2 separate regions of the Hordeum vulgare genome follow, and region 2 is linked to region 1. The links are chromatin contacts, called in public Hi-C maps. All regions are on one chromosome and are shown on one strand. Each heading gives the region's core, a stretch centred on a gene start, on an enhancer-like site or on the middle of the called end of the contact. The rest is flanking DNA. Distances are from core to core; before and after follow the strand shown. Region 1 holds the start of LOC123434730 (cytochrome b5). Region 2 holds the start of LOC123434756 (STE20/SPS1-related proline-alanine-rich protein kinase-like).

Region 1 (3,723 bases), core at 160-2,659:
TATGTTTGCGCAAGCGTTCTTGTTATGAGATGGCAGATGACTATAAACTTTTTTGCTTCGAACACACACCCAAATGTAAGAAAAGGCTGCGTACAGAAGACCCAGAGTGGTTGGATCCTTCCCAGGACCCTGCGCAAGCAGGAGCTACGTGCACCGGGCTGCCCTTACACACCCAAATGTCTGTCATTTCTACTAGAAAAAAAAAGCATGAATACATACGAGCCCGACAACCCAAAGCAAAACTGAAACCAGAAGGGGAGCAGAGCAAGAAAACAAAACTGTATCTTGATTCATCATCATTCCCATCAGTCAGCCAAGGAGTATAAACTATAAGATGCAATAGTACAATCCTAAATAACTAAATAAGAATAGTTAGTCCGTACACTAAAAAAAGAATGGTTACTCAGTCAGTGACGTATTAGCTCAGTGATGCATATGCACCAACAACTCCATCCAAACAGGACGCTAGAGTTCTGCTAGAATGGGGGCCACTAATTTGCTTTGCTGAAGTAACACCACTGATACCCCGATAAATTATTACATCCAAAAGTAAGCAGTGTGGCAACAGGGGGAACCAGCAACTGCATAACTGACCAGCAGTTCAATTCAAGTTGGCAAGTAGACCCAAACCCAAATATAATTGGGGAAAATGTCTTCTATTTCAACTGCTAATCACCAAAACAAAGCAACACCTCGAATGCACAATTCAAATAGGAGTAGATGACATGGGTCCCAACGTGAAGGTGAAGCCATGAACCAATATAATGGATTCAGTTATCGATGCAATACTGAACGGAGTGACGATCGAAATGGCACGGCACAAGGACGCGCGCGGCGTCTGCACGAACCTGGACGAAGGACCCTCGGCATCGGCGGATCCGCCCCCGTCCCCAACGCCTCCGCCCCCGTCCGCCTCGCCGTCCTCCTTGATCTCGCCGAGGAGCTCCCGCGCGGTGAACGGCCGGGACCCGTCGGCGCCCAGCGCCGCGTTGGCCTCCTCCTGCTTGGCCGTCGCCGATCGCGGCGGCTCCTCCTCTTCCTCCCTCGCCTCGTCCTCCTCCACCTCCACCTCCACCGGCGCCTTCTCACCCGCGCCGTCGGGGAATTCCCCGCCGTCCCCGGGCACGGGCCCCGCGGGCTCCTCCATGGCACGAGCCGATCGGCGTCAGGTACACGATCTGGGGGCGGCGCGGCGCAGGCGTCTCACCGGGCACTCACCTCTCGTGTCTGCGTCTCGTCTCGCGCCACACGGTCGCGTACGACTGGGCAAACGGAAACGGTAGCGATCGCGCGAGGCGGGCGGGCGTGACTCCGCAAGCTGACGTGCCGAAACGGCTGAAGCCCGATTTCAGCCCAGGGGAGGAAACGGCCCGGCCCAGGGCCGGCGTGCGAGGGGCAATTTAGGAAACACGGCCGCGACGGGATGGGATGCGGGAGGGGCTCAAATACAGCAGGCTCCGGCGCCACCGCGCACGCGGAACGGGGGCGCTGTCCAAAGCGCGTGATCCATTTCCTCCGTCCTCGCTCGGTGCGCGCGACACTCCGCCGGCCCGTCCCCCTCGCCGGCGACTTCTCGCCCTCCTCGCGGCCGCCCCCAGGTGAGTGAGAGCGACCGGACGGCCAGCCAACCAACAGCGACCCAACCGCTTTTCTCCCCCGACGACGTGTCGTGGATCTAGGCGCACGACAAGGAGGACTCATTTTATTTATTTATTATTTGGTGGTGTGGAATTATCATTCTCTCCCCCCTCCAGGCAGGCAGAGCGTGTTGCGACTTGCGAGCCATGGCCGGCGACAAGAAGGTGTTCGGCTTCGAGGAGGTCGCCAGGCACAACGTCACCAAGGACTGCTGGCTCGTCATCGCCGGCAAGGTGCGCTTCCCTCCTTTGTTTTCCTACTCTAGCATCTAGGGGTACTACTTCTCATGCGAGTTCTGTAACTAGCCTGTCGAGCACTTTGAGCTAGATGCAACTCAGGGTGTCATCCGTCACATAGTTCCGAGTCCTGGAGGATATATAATACTTCTAGATGCTAGGCTTCTTCATGGGGTGGAATTGAGTCTGCTGGGCTCGTAGAATTGAGTATTCTTGTTGAGCTTGCTCAAGTCAAATCACCCTAAGCAGATCTGTTGAGCTGCTGATACTTTGCCCACAACGATGTTCTCTGGCAAGCACATAGTCTTATGAGGACAAATATGAAGTGATTTATTTCAAGTTTGTGTTCCAATTCCAGACCAGTTACAGCCTTCTAGCCTAGGTTCACTCCACATGCTTTTACATGCACCTTCCTCTTCTGCAGATGTGCATATTAAGTTATTAACTAGTCATGGTGGAAGGAAACGAGTTAATTAACATGTACTCCCTCCGTTCCTAAATATAAGTCTTTGAAGAGATTACATTAGGAGACTATATACGGTGCAAAATGAGTGAATCTATACTCTAATGTATCAGGGTGATTGATTCACATGGACGTGGTTGATGTTGGGTAGCCCCACCAAAATGGTGTCCCTGCAGTATGTGTGGCCGACATGTTCGTTGGTAACCATTTCAATTGTGTGGCCTTGAATGTTCCAGTGTGGCATGTACGGTCTAGAGTTTTCTCTGCACCCAGTGGATTAGATTCCGTTGGAGTAAAAAAAATACCCAGCAGGAACTGAGAAATTTACCTGACGAAATTCCCGTTATGTGTGCTGCAAAACATGCCTGACTATATCAGCTCATGTTGTGTAACATTTCAGGTGTATGATGTCACCTCTTTCATGGATGAGCATCCTGGTGGAGATGAGGTGCTGCTGGCAGTAACCGGTGAGCCATTTTCGTAGTATTTCATAACTGTTGATCAGACTTTGGAAAGTCTTGCGCAATTTTGATTTTAATATTCAAGCCTGATCACTACTCTCCAAATATAATCAGGGAAAGATGCAACCAGCGACTTTGAAGATATCGGACACAGTGATTCCGCAAGGGAGATGATGGAGAAGTACCACATCGGAGAGATTGATGCTTCAACCATCCCAGCAAAGCGTACATTTGTACCTCCTCAACAAGGGTCCCATGTCCAGGCCAAGGATAATGACATCCTCATCAAGATCCTGCAGTTCCTTGTTCCCATTTTTATATTGGGTCTTGCATTTGGTATCCGGCACTACAGCAAATCTGAGTAGGCTGTTGGTGGCGAGTTGCTTCTGAGAAATAGCTTTCAAGTAACATGGTTTGAATTAGAACAACATAATAATGGTATTGGTTGGCTGGTTTCATTTGGTGGCAGTGTGTTGTCTTATTGATCATACAAGGCACTCTGAATTCCAAACGTCCATATGTATGCCCAGATTACTCCAATTATGTTTACATTCTCAACATATGGAGTTTCTACATTAAAAAAAATGGCTGACGAGAGTGTCTAAAACTGAAGATGGAAAATACTCCCTCCAAGTAAAGAAATATAAGGGCATTTAGATCACTACTTTAGTGATCTAAAAACGCTCTTACATTTCTTTACAGAGGGAGTATTAAACAATCAGCAATTCAGCATAAATATGGTCAGCAATTCAGCATGCATTGTACTCCCTCCGTTCCTAAATATAAGTCTTTTTAGATATTCCACTAGGGGACTACATGCGGAGCAAAATGATTGAGTCTACACTCTAATGTATGTCTATGTACATCCGTATGTAGTTTTTTTAATAGAAACTCTTAAAAGACTTATATTTAGGAACGGAGGGAG
Region 2 (3,559 bases), core at 219-2,718, 350 kb before region 1:
TCTTTGGTGACGTAAAGGGTGAATCATAAATATAAGAGGCATTGGTTGAACTTTGATTACCCTGATACTTGAGCTTGTTAGCATTCGCATACATGTATGGCGTAAAGGTACATGTAGAGATGTATAATAAGTCCCTAATAAAGACATCCTCCCAAATCCCCCAAATGGATAATGTCATGGTACAAACCGCATAATCTTACGTACCACTAGGAAATGCTGATCCTTGTATCTATCTATGAGTCATGAATTCTAGTAAACGACAACGTTCCCTTCTCCTAAGACCTTCGTCGTCAACGAACACGTGTGCCCACCCAACTGGAAGCACAAACCCAAGCTGCATGACCGCGTCCCTGCTCATGCAGCATGCATGCAAATTCAAGTGCCTCCCCTCTCCAGGCAGGGTTCTGGCAGTGACACTGTGTTTGACATACCCACCGCCATCAGGTTCATACATCGGCAAAAAAAATGCTCAAAGTAAATGATAGAAGAAAAAAAAGGACTAGTAACGCGCAGCGTGCAAAATGTGAGTCTTGCAGCACAACCATGATGTGTGCCGTTCGGTCGATCTGTCTGCCCGCCTGTGAGCGAGACGCAGCCATGATGTAACGGACACTGCGTGCCGTAGTAGGCATTCTAGCAAAAACAACCCACCGTCTCAACCAGCTGCAAGCAAAAAAAGGTCATCCAAAAACACAGCCACTCTAAGAATCGAAAATGCTGCATACACAGGACTCAGCTGATCGTTCTATTTCTAACCTCCTCACAACGACTAGTGGCGCATCATTAAAATGATAATTTATTAACAGCCAGTGTATCATGTGGAAGCAAATCCTGGAGCATGATAGGCTAATACTAGGACGCCAGATAGGCCAAATTCCATCGCGATCTCCAAAGCTACCAAATCAGCAGTAGGATCCACTCCAATCAACCAATGGATCTCTCGCCAGATCAAACAGCAGAAGCAACCCAACGCCGAAGCCACACGGGAGCAGGGAGGGAGGACGGGACGGGACGAGACGGATGCTCACGATGTTGTTGTTGAGCTGGTCGAGATCCAGGCACTTGACGGCAACGGTGTGGTTCCTGGGGAGGAAGAGCGCGCGGTAGACGACGGCGTGCGCGCCGTAGCCCACCTCCTCCATGAGCCGGTAGTCGGCCGGGTTCAGCGTGAACGACGGAGGCGGCGCGGCGGCCGCGCCGCGCTTGACGCTCCCGTTCCTGCCCATGTCGCTACGACCGGCCGCCGGAGGCAGCGCCGACGGCCCTCCGACGCCCTCGGGACCAGCGGAGCTCACCCACCCCACGCCCCGCCGCGCTCGGCCTGGCCTCTGACCGGTGCCTCCCGCGCGAGCTGGGAGGAGGGAGAGGAGAGATGCTAGAGAGAGGGAGGGAGAGAGGAGGGGGGGGGGCTACGCTGGAGAGAGGGGAGGAGAGGAAGAGGAAGAGGAGATAGCGAACGGAAGGACGCTTAACAAACGAGGTCGCGAAAGGGAGCAAAATACTAATGATTTCGGCCGTGACGTGGCGGGGGCGGAGACGTGGGGGCGACCTGCCGGCGAGACCGGTCATTGACATGCGGGGCCAGCGTACGTGGGACCGGTCTGTCAGTGGACGCGGTGGGCAGTGGCAGCGAGGGAGCGGCGTGCGGCCGACTGCCTGGTAGATCTCCGCCTCCCGATGCTGGGCTTCCGATGGGGGGGGGGGATCGTCTGCGGGGAGGGGAAGGAAAGGACTGGTGTGTACGGACGCCGGCAACTATATCCAAGCTCATAAATAAACGAGCGAGATAAGCAAGGAAAACTTAATTCGGATGCGAGTAAACCGGGAATGCTTTGAGCAACTGATAAATGTATAGTCTTAAATAAGCCGGATCATATCTAATACCGCACGTTTCTGTGTGGTCCCAAAAGTTAAAAAAAAAACATGATTTGGTGTCTAAAAGCCCTTGAAATAGTGCTTCATGTAGTCCACCTCAATTCTAGAATCAATTCTTTGATTTTTGATCAATTCTAGAAAAGATCATATCATAACGGCCAGAGAAAATATTGTTTTCGTAATCTATGTGTGTGTGTATTCTGGACCGTATTTTGGTTAGTAAGATTCCTAACTGGCAAAAAAATGTTAAATTTCAATAATTACTTTCCATTGTAATTATTTTGTCGTGGTTGGTGGTTGATTGTTACGTACAAGCGGGCATGCATGTGTTTTTTGATGCGCGTATCACATTGCACATCTAAAGCTGCAAACATGATGAGTTTGTTTAATAAAAACATGCTAATTCGGTTTGTGTTGATCTAGAGGTCGAGTTTGGGAGTAAGCTCTTGATCTTAGGCCACTTTTGAGGAAGAGAAAATGTTTTAAAATCTCCACTTGTTAGAATGTAAAAAATTGAAACATGGTATACCGCAATGACAATAAATAGAAATATTAGACACACCATTCAAAATGGAAATGTGGTGATGAAACTAAATTTTGATGCACCATTTGTGAAACAAAAGGAGGTACAGAATAAATTATAACACACGTGTCATAATTTCAAAACAATACAAATATGTAATGCATGTAAGAAATTCGTTAACTTGTAGCTACCCTATATAATAAATTATTGCATTACAATGGGAAGTGCAAATAAATTAGTTGCATATATATGTACCTATGAAAACTTGAAAATATGCCCTAACATTTACATTGTTGCAAGGTGTATGAAGCCAAAATTGAATGAGCTGGTTCAACTCATTTTTAGTTGAATGGTGATTTGTGCTCATGCTCGTTCCTTTATTTTTTAGTCGTCCGGAGTTGAGCTCGAGTGCTAGTCTCAAGGTTTCTCTTTGCATCCCCAATAACCTCACTAAGAAGTCTCTACCATGCCCCACTTCATTGGAGTTTTAAGTTAACTAAAGGATACCTCGCGCAATGCTGCGAGAATCTGTTGATGAAAAGTTAGGCTTATAACATGAGATTAAGAAATACATATGAATTATTATATTTGATTATGTATAGTTCTAACAATATTTTTTGAAAATAAGTAGAATAATTTAATGAAAAATGTTTTTCCATGCATGGTTTAATGTTGTGGTAGGTCTTTTCTCATGCATGCTTGCATGTTGAGGTGGGCTTTATCATATTCATAATTGTATGATGAGGTGACATGCTTGCATGTTGAGATAAATAAGCTAGTGGGGATGACTTTCTTAGGCTGGTCACAATGGTAAGTATCATATACTACTATCAAGCAAATGATACTAGTGTATGATACCACCTCCATAATGAAGAGTATCATAGTTTGTTACTCCTTCCCTTCCTGTTTCTAGGGATTATTTAAAAAAAATGTTTTCCCATTGTTCACATTTCAAGGTGCATAAAACCGTTGCATGCAAGAATAAAGAGAAAACTCATCAATGTATATAAAAGTTTTTGATCATTTATTTGTCATGAATGCATGCATTGCAATTAACACATTTGTAAACATAAATGATTGAGAAAAAATAGCCCATTAATTGAATACATATGTAAACTACTGAAATTATTCCACCACTCACCATCTATCTTGGTTGGTGAA

The links. Hi-C and Micro-C count contacts between places; a contact is called where the count stands out from the background.
Region 2: a contact with region 1 is called in a Hi-C map of seedling, with 5 times the contacts expected there. The contact joins the promoter of LOC123434756 here to the promoter of LOC123434730 in region 1. A contact is called at or near these places in 4 of 6 Hi-C or Micro-C datasets (leaf and seedling) and 1 of 1 datasets of contacts at active chromatin or transcription factors (embryo).

The regions. Positions count from the first base shown.
Region 1 is chr1H:336,958,807-336,962,529 of MorexV3_pseudomolecules_assembly, reverse strand. It overlaps LOC123434730 (cytochrome b5), which reads left to right and starts at 1,409. Exons shown (of 4, transcript XM_045115530.1): 1 at 1,409-1,598; 2 at 1,759-1,871; 3 at 2,738-2,804; 4 at 2,913-3,392. The coding sequence starts at 1,424. The coding sequence ends at 3,163. LOC123434714 (protein HLB1-like) reads right to left here and starts at 1,409. Exons shown (of 14, transcript XM_045115529.1): 1 at 849-1,409. The coding sequence starts at 1,147.
Region 2 is chr1H:337,306,004-337,309,562 of MorexV3_pseudomolecules_assembly, reverse strand. LOC123434756 (STE20/SPS1-related proline-alanine-rich protein kinase-like) reads right to left here and starts at 1,468. Exons shown (of 22, transcript XM_045115532.1): 1 at 1,029-1,468. The coding sequence starts at 1,226.